Regions from separate parts of the Zea mays genome. Here region 2 is linked to region 1. The links are chromatin contacts, called in public Hi-C maps. All regions are on one chromosome and are shown on one strand. Each heading gives the region's core, a stretch centred on a gene start, on an enhancer-like site or on the middle of the called end of the contact. The rest is flanking DNA. Distances are from core to core; before and after follow the strand shown.

Evidence for each region. A called contact is a pair of places that touch in the nucleus more often than the background predicts.
Region 2: a Hi-C map of endosperm shows a contact between it and region 1, with 1.6 times the contacts expected there. The contact joins two enhancer-like sites. A contact is called at or near these places in 4 of 25 Hi-C or Micro-C datasets (bundle sheath, endosperm, leaf and 1 more).

Annotation. Positions count from the first base shown.
Region 1 is chr9:34,237,730-34,242,620 of Zm-B73-REFERENCE-NAM-5.0, forward strand. It overlaps LOC100274222 (DNA repair protein RAD23), which reads left to right. Exons shown (of 12, transcript NM_001148593.1): 12 at 947-1,256. The coding sequence ends at 1,072. LOC103638229 (a long non-coding RNA gene) reads right to left here. Exons shown (of 3, transcript XR_558633.4): 3 at 3,699-4,078. Among protein-coding and RNA genes, the nearest start is that of LOC103638229, 4.5 kb to the right of the region's middle. Within about 2 kb of position 2,027, at least 14 of the 20 cell types and tissues checked have an H3K27ac peak or open chromatin away from gene starts, as enhancers often do. A contact at or near this core is called in endosperm, leaf and leaf mesophyll, where this site is marked.
Region 2 is chr9:34,430,429-34,435,319 of Zm-B73-REFERENCE-NAM-5.0, forward strand. No RefSeq gene overlaps it. Among protein-coding and RNA genes, the nearest start is that of LOC100191990, 51 kb to the right of the region's middle. Within about 2 kb of position 1,998, at least 14 of the 20 cell types and tissues checked have an H3K27ac peak or open chromatin away from gene starts, as enhancers often do. A contact at or near this core is called in endosperm, leaf and leaf mesophyll, where this site is marked.

The DNA.
Region 1 (4,891 bases), core at 777-3,276:
ACAGTCCTTTTGTTGCAACACAAATTTAATGGCTAGGCAGAATGTAATTGTGAGACAAGATAACCATAGTACTTTTACATTATGCCTCTGCTTTATAAGTGTAATTTTACATTACTTCTGAAGTTATTCTTGAGGCCTCAGGTATTGTTCCAAATTTCTAGTGCTAGACACAAATCCTAAATACAGATTCTATTTTAACTTGGTAGTCGCAAATTCTAGATGCAGCTACTATTCTACCCCCTCCCAAATTTTAAGACCTTTTGGCTTTCCAGATACATTGTTTTTGCTATGTATTTAGTCAAACACTATCAAGTGCATAGCAAAAACTATGAATCTGTAAAAGCCAAAACATCTTATAATCTAGAATAAAGGGAGTAATTGAAGAGCACAATTTTCAAATCTATTTGGAATAGTTTAGCTTTGCCTCAGTTTTCTTTGCTTCTATGACGTAATTCGAGAGGATCTGAGTGGAGATGAATGGTGCACTGAAATCTGCGTAGTTGGATAGAATTGCTGCCACCATTAGGCTGTCTCTAGAAGCTATCCCATCCCTATCTCTCTTATTTTAAACTTAACTCCGTAAACTGTGTAATCTACAGTGTAAATCTACACAACTGCTGCCGACAGCCGTAAGAGCTGGTATGGATCGCATGAAACATTTTGCCAATCTGCCCCTGAACAAGGGGCACTTGTTATGCCGTACTTAGCGGTGGTAATGGCCTCTAGATTTTACACTATAAAATTTAAATTTAATGATCGAATCAAATTAGGATCGGTCTATGTTCTTTTTCATTTTTAAACTAAAATTATTTAAGTGTCCTAACTAACTTATTGTGAAGAAACAAACATTTAAACCGTGACCCATTACCACCCCTAGCCCATATTCCAAACTCTGAGCTCCTGGTTACTGTATTTTTTCTACTTACATTATTATATTCCTGAACAGCTCGAGGGAATGGGGTTCAACCGTGAGCTTGTGCTAGAAGTTTTCTTTGCATGCAACAAGGACGAAGAGCTTACAGCCAACTACCTCCTGGATCATGGCCATGAGTTTGACGAGCAGCAGCAATAGACGTGGGGTGGATGGAGGAAACCGAGGCAGTTGCAGAACAGCGAGTGTCGTTCTTATGCCCTCTGCCTGACGAGAGATACTCGGTCGTCTATGCTATGCTGCTGACTATCTTTTATTTCCATATATATTTGTTCGGAATGCTTTCTAAGTACATATTAATTCAATATCAAGCGTTACACCGTGTATGAAAGCCTGTCAAATCGTGGCCTTTGGTTTGGAGGGAAGGATTCGATTGCTCACTTGTTTTCTTTGCTCTTTTTCCTGGCGTATTGTTGCATTGTATCAATATTATGAGTTTTAGGGCGTTTTGGATTTTCTATAATATATAATATACATAAAGTATAGTGCATTGTAAAACTAAGAATCTATAAAAGCTAAAATGATCTACGATTTGGTAAATAATTTACATTTGAAATTAAGGGACTATTACTTTTGTGGAGAACACACATCTATGGAGCTTGTCTATAAGCGGTGGACGGATATCAGAAAAAATATATTCAAACCAGCATCCTTGAAAGAGAAGGCGACAGCGACAGCTCTCTTTTATTTGAGAAAGAAGCCAAAAGTTTGCTGTTTCCCTCCTGCCTCTTGCTTCGATAAGGATGGCTTATGCAGTCTAACATTGTGGTGCTGTTTGTTTCACATAATTATAACGTGATAGATAGTAGATAATGTCAAACCATGTTTATTTAAGTTTAATCACAATTACATATCACACTAGAATTTGATACTGGCCTATTCAAACTTATCGCCTCACTTTAAGTGTAAATTATTATCGTTGCTATTTACGTTATAATTTGCGAAGATGCGGAACTGAACCGTGATATAATTATTCTGGTTTCACTGTCACGATATTAAAGGGTATCTTTTCGTATTCGAGGAAGGAAGGCATAACTTGGTTATGCAATCCATCATGTAGAAGTAGAAGTCTCCGTGCATTGGTTGGAACGGAACTGCACCGCCCTCTTGCAAAAAGGTTAGGTTTCGTCGTGTACCTACCTGTATGATTGCATCGTGGGTGATGTCCCGAGTCCCGACGAGCAAGACATCATGAGTTGAATATGCGTCTGGCCAAGCGATCATCAAACGACAGATTTTGTAACATAAGATTATTCATATTACTAATTAACCACACAGAAGCAAAACGAACTGATTACTAAGGTCCCGTGTTCAGTTTCCATGTTTATATTAAACGTGCTACTCCAAGCACGACTCCAAGCACGAGTCAAGTCTGAATAGCCACGCCAGGCTTAAATTATTCATCCACGAAACGGCGCGCCCGTTAATAATACAGTGTATAGTATATATTTTATAACGTCGCAAGGTCACATGTAACCAATTAAAATATTAGTTATATAATAACTATTTTTATAATATAAGAATATAAGTCGTACATTTAATATTGTATCCACCTCTTTATCTCATACTTTATCTCATAGTGTTTTGGAGTCTTTAACAGATCACCTTTATCTACTAGTGAATAGCATATTTTCTTCTCTCTATATCTCTTTTTTCATATCACTATAAATCTAATATATGTAATATGACACCTTTTGCAGCCTGATTATATTACCTTATTATACTTGCTCTAATCAGATTAAAATCAATTGTTCGGGCTGCTGCATCTATAATCCATAGAGACAAAACACTGTAGAAACAACTTCTACAGTAGAAGCTGTTTTGGATTAAAGCCAAGAGAACAGTAGAAGCCTTTACATTTCTTAGAGCCCGCATATACACTTTATTATAGTTGCTCTATTCAGCATGACCATTATTCTGGATAGGTATATACTCCCTCCATCCAAGGATGATCTACCTATATCCCACTCAAATCATGCGCAACAACCGTTTCAGAAATTTTCAGCCCACAACGTACATATAGGGCCTGATTGGTTACCCTGATGAGACCGAACTCGGCTCCGGAGGTACAACATCTTTATACGTTCTCGTGTTTGGTTCTCCAGCCTGGCTCTAGCGATACAAGTTATGCTTGTTTGGATGACTGCATTTATAGCTGGACCTGGCTTAGATGATGCAAAACTGATAAGTGAGCTTGGCTCATAAGATACAGGATTTATTTGCGTTTCTCTGGAGCCTGGCTCACATAAACCTGCTCTAGATCAGCCAGGTCACGAAGACACAAGCCAGGATGTCTCCGTCCGAAAACCAAACAGGCCCATATAAGTCGCCTCTTCCACTTGCACATGTACCTCTTCCCATTCTCTTCTAGTGGATGGGAAGTGCCGAGCCGGAGACCAGAACTGAAGTTGTACTCTAGTTTTACTGTGTACAAGATCATTAATTGTTCGCCTGATTGGATGACTGTACCCACACGTACAATCTCGCGCGAGCCTGGCCAACCGCGTACGTCCGTTTTAGACGTACGTGTGGATGCAGCTAACATAACTTATTTTGCGTCTGTCCATGCAGCCTGCGCTTCACACGTGCAACCAACCAAACACAAACTCAGATAAAGTCAACACACGTGGTGACATGGGACGAGACGGTGCAGCTAACCAATCATATGGACATATGTATGCAAGGAGGAGTCATCCCAACGACTCCTATGCAGCATGCGTGCATGCATGTAACAAGGAGTTAACATGCAGCACAAAGAATAGGTAGATTATCCTTGGACTACTTTAACACTTAAAATAGATAGTCCAGTCTTGGACGGATCGAGTATATCATTATGATGTACAAGTCAATGATGATAGTCATAGTGAGTCCGCGATGAGTCGCCCACTGCTGTGCATCTAGCCCTCAGCACGATCGTAATGCATCATATAAGATGATAAAATTTTGGTAAACAACAAGGAAAGAGGTGAATGCACCGAGATTTGCCTAGGATAAAACACTATGTTAATGTTGTTAGATGATACTCGCTTGACGACCATCTCCCGTCCTAGCACTCGATCGAATCATCCATCGTTAGGTTCATCGACCAGCATCACTTTGAGATCAATTCGGTTCTTGTCCTCCACATCACGTGATCAACTAGTGTACCTAATGAAATGTGTGATGCACATGAACGAATGCAGATAAAAATAGCACAAGATAGGTAATATTACCCGAAGTATATCAAACGCTTATAGCAAGGCATCACAATTCTAATACGAAAACACTAAATACTTTTAACTCTCTAACACAACAATCTTGATCTTCCAGGTACTCGGACCTAATTCAAACATCTGGCAACAACAGCCATACATACGTTCTATGCCCTCCTTAGCTAAAGAATAACACCGAACATTAACAAAACATATATTCATTAATCTAGGATACCTAGGACTTAGAATAACAAACAATAGCATGTCAAGTAACTTTAGAATTACTCCACTAAACTATTATGCATAGCATACCAACTAAACAAGCATCGCATCATCACATATGATCGAATTTCCCCAAGACTATACAATATAAAAATAAACATTTGCTAACAAGGTAACACAACACTCATAAACAAATACTAGATGTTGACATAACACTAAGAATAATATCAACTTTATTCTAACTTAACCGGATCCGATTCAAAAAGCAAGTATCAATAAACCATGCATAAGCACTCTACCTTGCTTAGACATACACCAATAGACTAGTAGAACTTAGGGTCATTATTCCTAGGCACCTAAAAGTTATAATAAGGGTAGGAACATTCTATCTAACTTTCTATACCACTTTCCGAATTAACTTGCATAGGACACCAACTAACACAACATCACTTTTCTTTCAATCAAACAAGTAGAGCACTATCGCACAACATAGAGTTCCATGGAACTACATTCTCAACAACTAAAGATCTAAAGCATAAAAGATGTA
Region 2 (4,891 bases), core at 748-3,247, 190 kb after region 1:
GCTTGTATGTATAATTTTACTCTTTCTATCATCACACTCTATAATTGTGTTACATCCCTCATTGTTTTGTGTAAGGTGTTGATTGTTCACTCTCTCTAAATATGTTGCAAATTGACATATCAAGTCAATATTAATATCACAAAACTCATGCACATAATTAGGGGGAGCAACACATACACAAATGCTTTTATCTCGCAAGTATTCGTAATTTTTAATTTTTATCTCTACTCTAGTTTGTTTTGGCATCAATCACCAAAAAGGGGGAGATTGTAAGTGCAATCAACCCAAATTGAGGGTTTTGGTGATTAAATGACAAAACAAACAGAGATTCTAATAAGTTTGCTCCTAGCATGTACACGGTAATTCTATAGACAGGAGAAGCACAGATCTTACGAGCATAAAAATAGAAAGCACAGCGGATTTAAAATTCTACATCAAATGGCGTGCTCCAAGTGCTTAGAAACATCGGCAGTGCTCAATTTATAATTCTTGAGTTATAGGAATCGTCGTGCAATTAAGAGGGATCCGCAATGGTTAAGTAAGTTATGCAATGAGCTAAGTTCAAAATCCTTTGAAAACATCTTCGAGAACATTTTTCCAGATCATGAATGCCCTTGAGAAAAACCATTTTTACTTCCCACAAAAACTCCACCTTTGTTCTCTTCAAAATATTCAAAACTTGGTTTTCAGCCCTGGAAACCGGTTCAACCGGTCCTGAAACCGGTTCAACCGGTTTTAGGACTGCTCCTCTGCCATCCCTGCTCTGATCTGTCTGACAGTCAGAGCTGTCAGAAAAGTCGTTGCAGATCTTTTGGGAAAACCGGTTCAACCGGATTTTTTCCCGGCTCAACCGGTTTTGAATCTGGTCGAGTCTCCGGCTGAGTAGGTTAGTGAACCGGGATCTTCCTGGTGGAAACCGGTTCAACCGGTCTGAAAACCGGTTCAACCAGTTTTTACCCCTTTCTCCCAACGGCTGCCAGCTTTTGGGGGATCCTTTATATACCCCCCCACACACTCTCTCTCTTATTTACTTCTGCCTCTCCCACGAAATCTTGGCTGACCAAACTCTCAACAAGTGCATTCATTTCACCTCTCACACCCGCAATCGCATCTCCTTCAATCATTTGAAGGACCCTTGGTGTGAGGTGAACTCGATCTAACACGCTGTTAATTTCATCTCGATTCTCCTATTCTCTTTGTTCTTGAGCTCGTTGCAAACTTAACCTTGTGCGGATTTGTTACTCTTGGAACCTTGTGCTCCTTGACGGTTAGAGGTTGCTTGGGAGTCTCCAAATTTGTGGACGACCCCAAGAAGTTTGTATCACCCGCTCTTTAAGCATATTTGAGAAAAGATTGCCTTGACCTTTGTGGTCGGCTTGTGGAGGATTAGGGTTGAAAAAGACCCGGCCCTTTGTGGGCTCCTCAACGAGGAGTATGACACCTTTGTGGTGGTTGCCGAACCTCGGGTTATATTGCGTGTTCTTGTGTGTTGTTGTTAAGCACTTTAAATTCGTTGGTTGGTTCATATTATATATTCGAGTAGATTTTGTGTAGGGCAAGTCTTTAGCAAAATTCTTCACTACTTTATATTTGTTTAACAGATTATGTAATCTAAGTTGAGTAGGTTTAAACTTGTTCAGTTGTAATCAAAATCAACTGATCCGGTTTGCAACAGTGCAACTTTAATTTAACCTATCTCGAAGTTTTTAGTGAAAAATTTCAGGTGTAGCATATTCACCCCTCTAGGCTAGTAATGTATACTGTGTTGACTGTTCGTCTGTTCCATCCCGTCCACACGTGCAGTGCTGGCATCCTGTGAGCTGGCTGTGCCGGATCGAGTAGATATGATTGATTCCTGCACCCGGTTCCAGCTCGCCGGACTCCGCCGAAACGGGCGCTTTCTCGCATGGAAAGACGACGTGCGCAACTGCGCATGCACCACAGGCCTGATCGAACCGCGGATGTCCTGTGAGGCCAGCCGGCTGCATGCTCGGCGACCACTGATGTGCGTGCTCTCCCGAGAGGGACGGCGGAGACGACGCGCGACACGTCGCCGTCCACGGACCACGGCGCGTGCAATCCTTCAGCGAGAGTGCACGACACGTCGACAACCGGCTGCCGCGCGGGCATGCAGCATCCTGCCTGTCCACGACTTTCCGTGTGCTGCACGACCTTTTGACGCAAAATCTAAGGGCCAAATATTCCTATCCTAGACAAATCAGTTTCAATTTACAGTCCTATACAATATGCGACTAGTCAGTTCATTCACTAGATTGTTTTCTTGCGAAATCAAGTAAAATTTGTAGTGCTATTTGTGGTGGAGATCTGAGCCCCGACGCCATCAGATACTGTCGAAAGTCGGCTACCCCTTTCGGAAATGTGAAAAGAGGTGGGGGAAGAAAGAAAACTTTCGAATGCATATCGTACGCATACAGACGGTCAGTAATCGCTACACGGCTACCATCACTTTTGTCGCGATGTACCTTTGTTGGCGGCTACCATCGCACTACGGAAAACACAGCGTTTTCGATCCTTAATAATTTGTTTTTTAAGTACAATCTACATAAATAACTTAGTCTCCTTCGGAACTCATGAATTTCATAGACATCATAAGAAATTTAACATGAATTACTTCATTTTTATAGGAAAAATACAGGAAACAGAAAAATTTCATACAATCCAAAGGAGGCCTTAAGGTTTATCTAAGAGGATAAGTGCAAAAAAAAGAGACATATCTTGTTAAAGGAACGACTCTAGCACGGTTTTCCGTATCTAAGATTTGGTTCCACCCATACAACCTAAATTAATGAGTTGTATCTTAAGGGTTCTAGTTAATAAAATATAAGGTTTAGACACATTGGGTTGTGCGAATGAGTTTCTTATATGTATATAGTGCTTGAAGAACCGCAACATAGTATTTAGTTTATACATATCCTTAAGAACCGGTACTGAAATTAAGGAAACAAAGTCATCTTACAGTTTCAGTACCAGTTTTAATTGTCAGCAAATTTAGTACTGGTTAACGGTTCCAATCGGTACTAATGTAAAAGCTTTCCCTCTATTCGTTTTTTCACTATGTTCTTCACTACTCCACCATCGTCGCATCTCTCCACTGATCAATATGTAGGCACTCCGCCGTTGTCGTCCCCGATCATCGTCAGCCTCTGTTGTCGCCATCTCTGACAAACCGTGCGCCTTCGCGAACGCCTTCGTCTTCGCTCACGGTCACCAGGGCGCTTCGACGTCGATCTTCTCACAACAGGAAACTACTTAATTTTCGAGAGCCTAGGCCGTCATAAGTTATATGTCCCTGTTCTCTCAGAAGTTAGACGTCGTCTCAGAAGTTAGCTAACTTCTGATGGACAACAGTACCTCTCAGAACTTACTAGGTGCCCGACGCCGTTCGCATGGCTGACACCATCAGTCCAATAACTTCTGATAGCCTCTATATTCCCTTTTGGAAGTTATGGCCGTAGAAAGTTAAATTTACTAGCATTACAAATGTTGTTTCATTTTCACTATACACCACATTCCACAATATTTTCATAGATAATCACAGCCACACCGCAAATCAATATACACCATATTTCATATATAGCATCTCACATACAATTAGCATAACAACAATAACAATGATAACCATAGTATCATCTAATTCATCACAATAACATCTCATTTCATAAAGTGTCGAATTCGATCTCATAAGTCAAAATGCAAGTCACAAAAGTCTCAAGTCTCACAAAACAAACATCGAAAACAACATCGAATGCAAGATCACTGCCACCAATCATCATCGAGGAACTGTGACGAGTTATGTCCGCTACCTCCATTGGAAAATAACATATTGATAAAGCCATCGTTGTCATCTATTTCCTGTGCCCGTAAGGTAGGTGGAGGAGGGTTTGATTTATCTGTGCAAATGACATTCATCGGGTTACACCATAATATAACATCAAGTAGGTCTTCCTTAAATGATGATGAATTCACATACCTGATGTCCGGGTGAAGGCCAAGGAAACTATATGGAAGGTGGAGGTGGGGGCACCAGGAGCGGTATCTCTTGATCTTGTGCTAGTTACTACAAAATTGCTGAGTCCATTCATGTCAGTGTTTCAAATCAATACATAACTTAAAGTGAAAACTATTATCTTTCAAACTCACTTGAAGGAGTGCTTGCTGTTGTTGAAACCGAACATCATATTAGACTTGTTGTTGCTAAACTTGCCTTAAGTATTCCTCCTGGGCCCTTTGTCCCTCCTAATGTTGCCTAAGTTCTTCTCGTAGTCGCTCCACTTCTGTTGTATCCTAAGTGGAGCGATAGGAGCTACAAACAGCGCAGACCTCGATGGCCCTCCCCTCTAAGCAGTCACCTAACTCGAGTCGATGACGTTATCGAACATTGAGTACCTATAAACAAGTAACATCACGACAGATTCAAAATACATGTTTTATACTTGTATAAATAAAACAAATAAAGATATATACAATCCGCACCTTCCATGAGGATCAATAGGTTGGGTCCTCCAGTCGTAGTCCGGTCCATATTGAGTAGACATTGCCTCGCTCCAAAAGAACAATGCATTCTTACATATGAAGTTTCATAGAAACACAATCTACAAAGTTGTGCAAAAAAACTCACCAGATGATTAGATGCCACCTTGCTGCACAACACATTTGTGTTTGCAGGATCTAGTCCCCTATGCCCCTGAGGTAGACTTGAACATCACTAGGGACTACACCACTGCTAGCTTCCTGTACGTGTAGTTGAGAAGCATATAACCAAGAATTACAACAACTTAGTTACAAACAACAAAAATTGAATCAATCACATATACCATTTCGATAAATGAAAGTGGTCATCACCTCCTTATCTGCGATACGACTCTGTTCC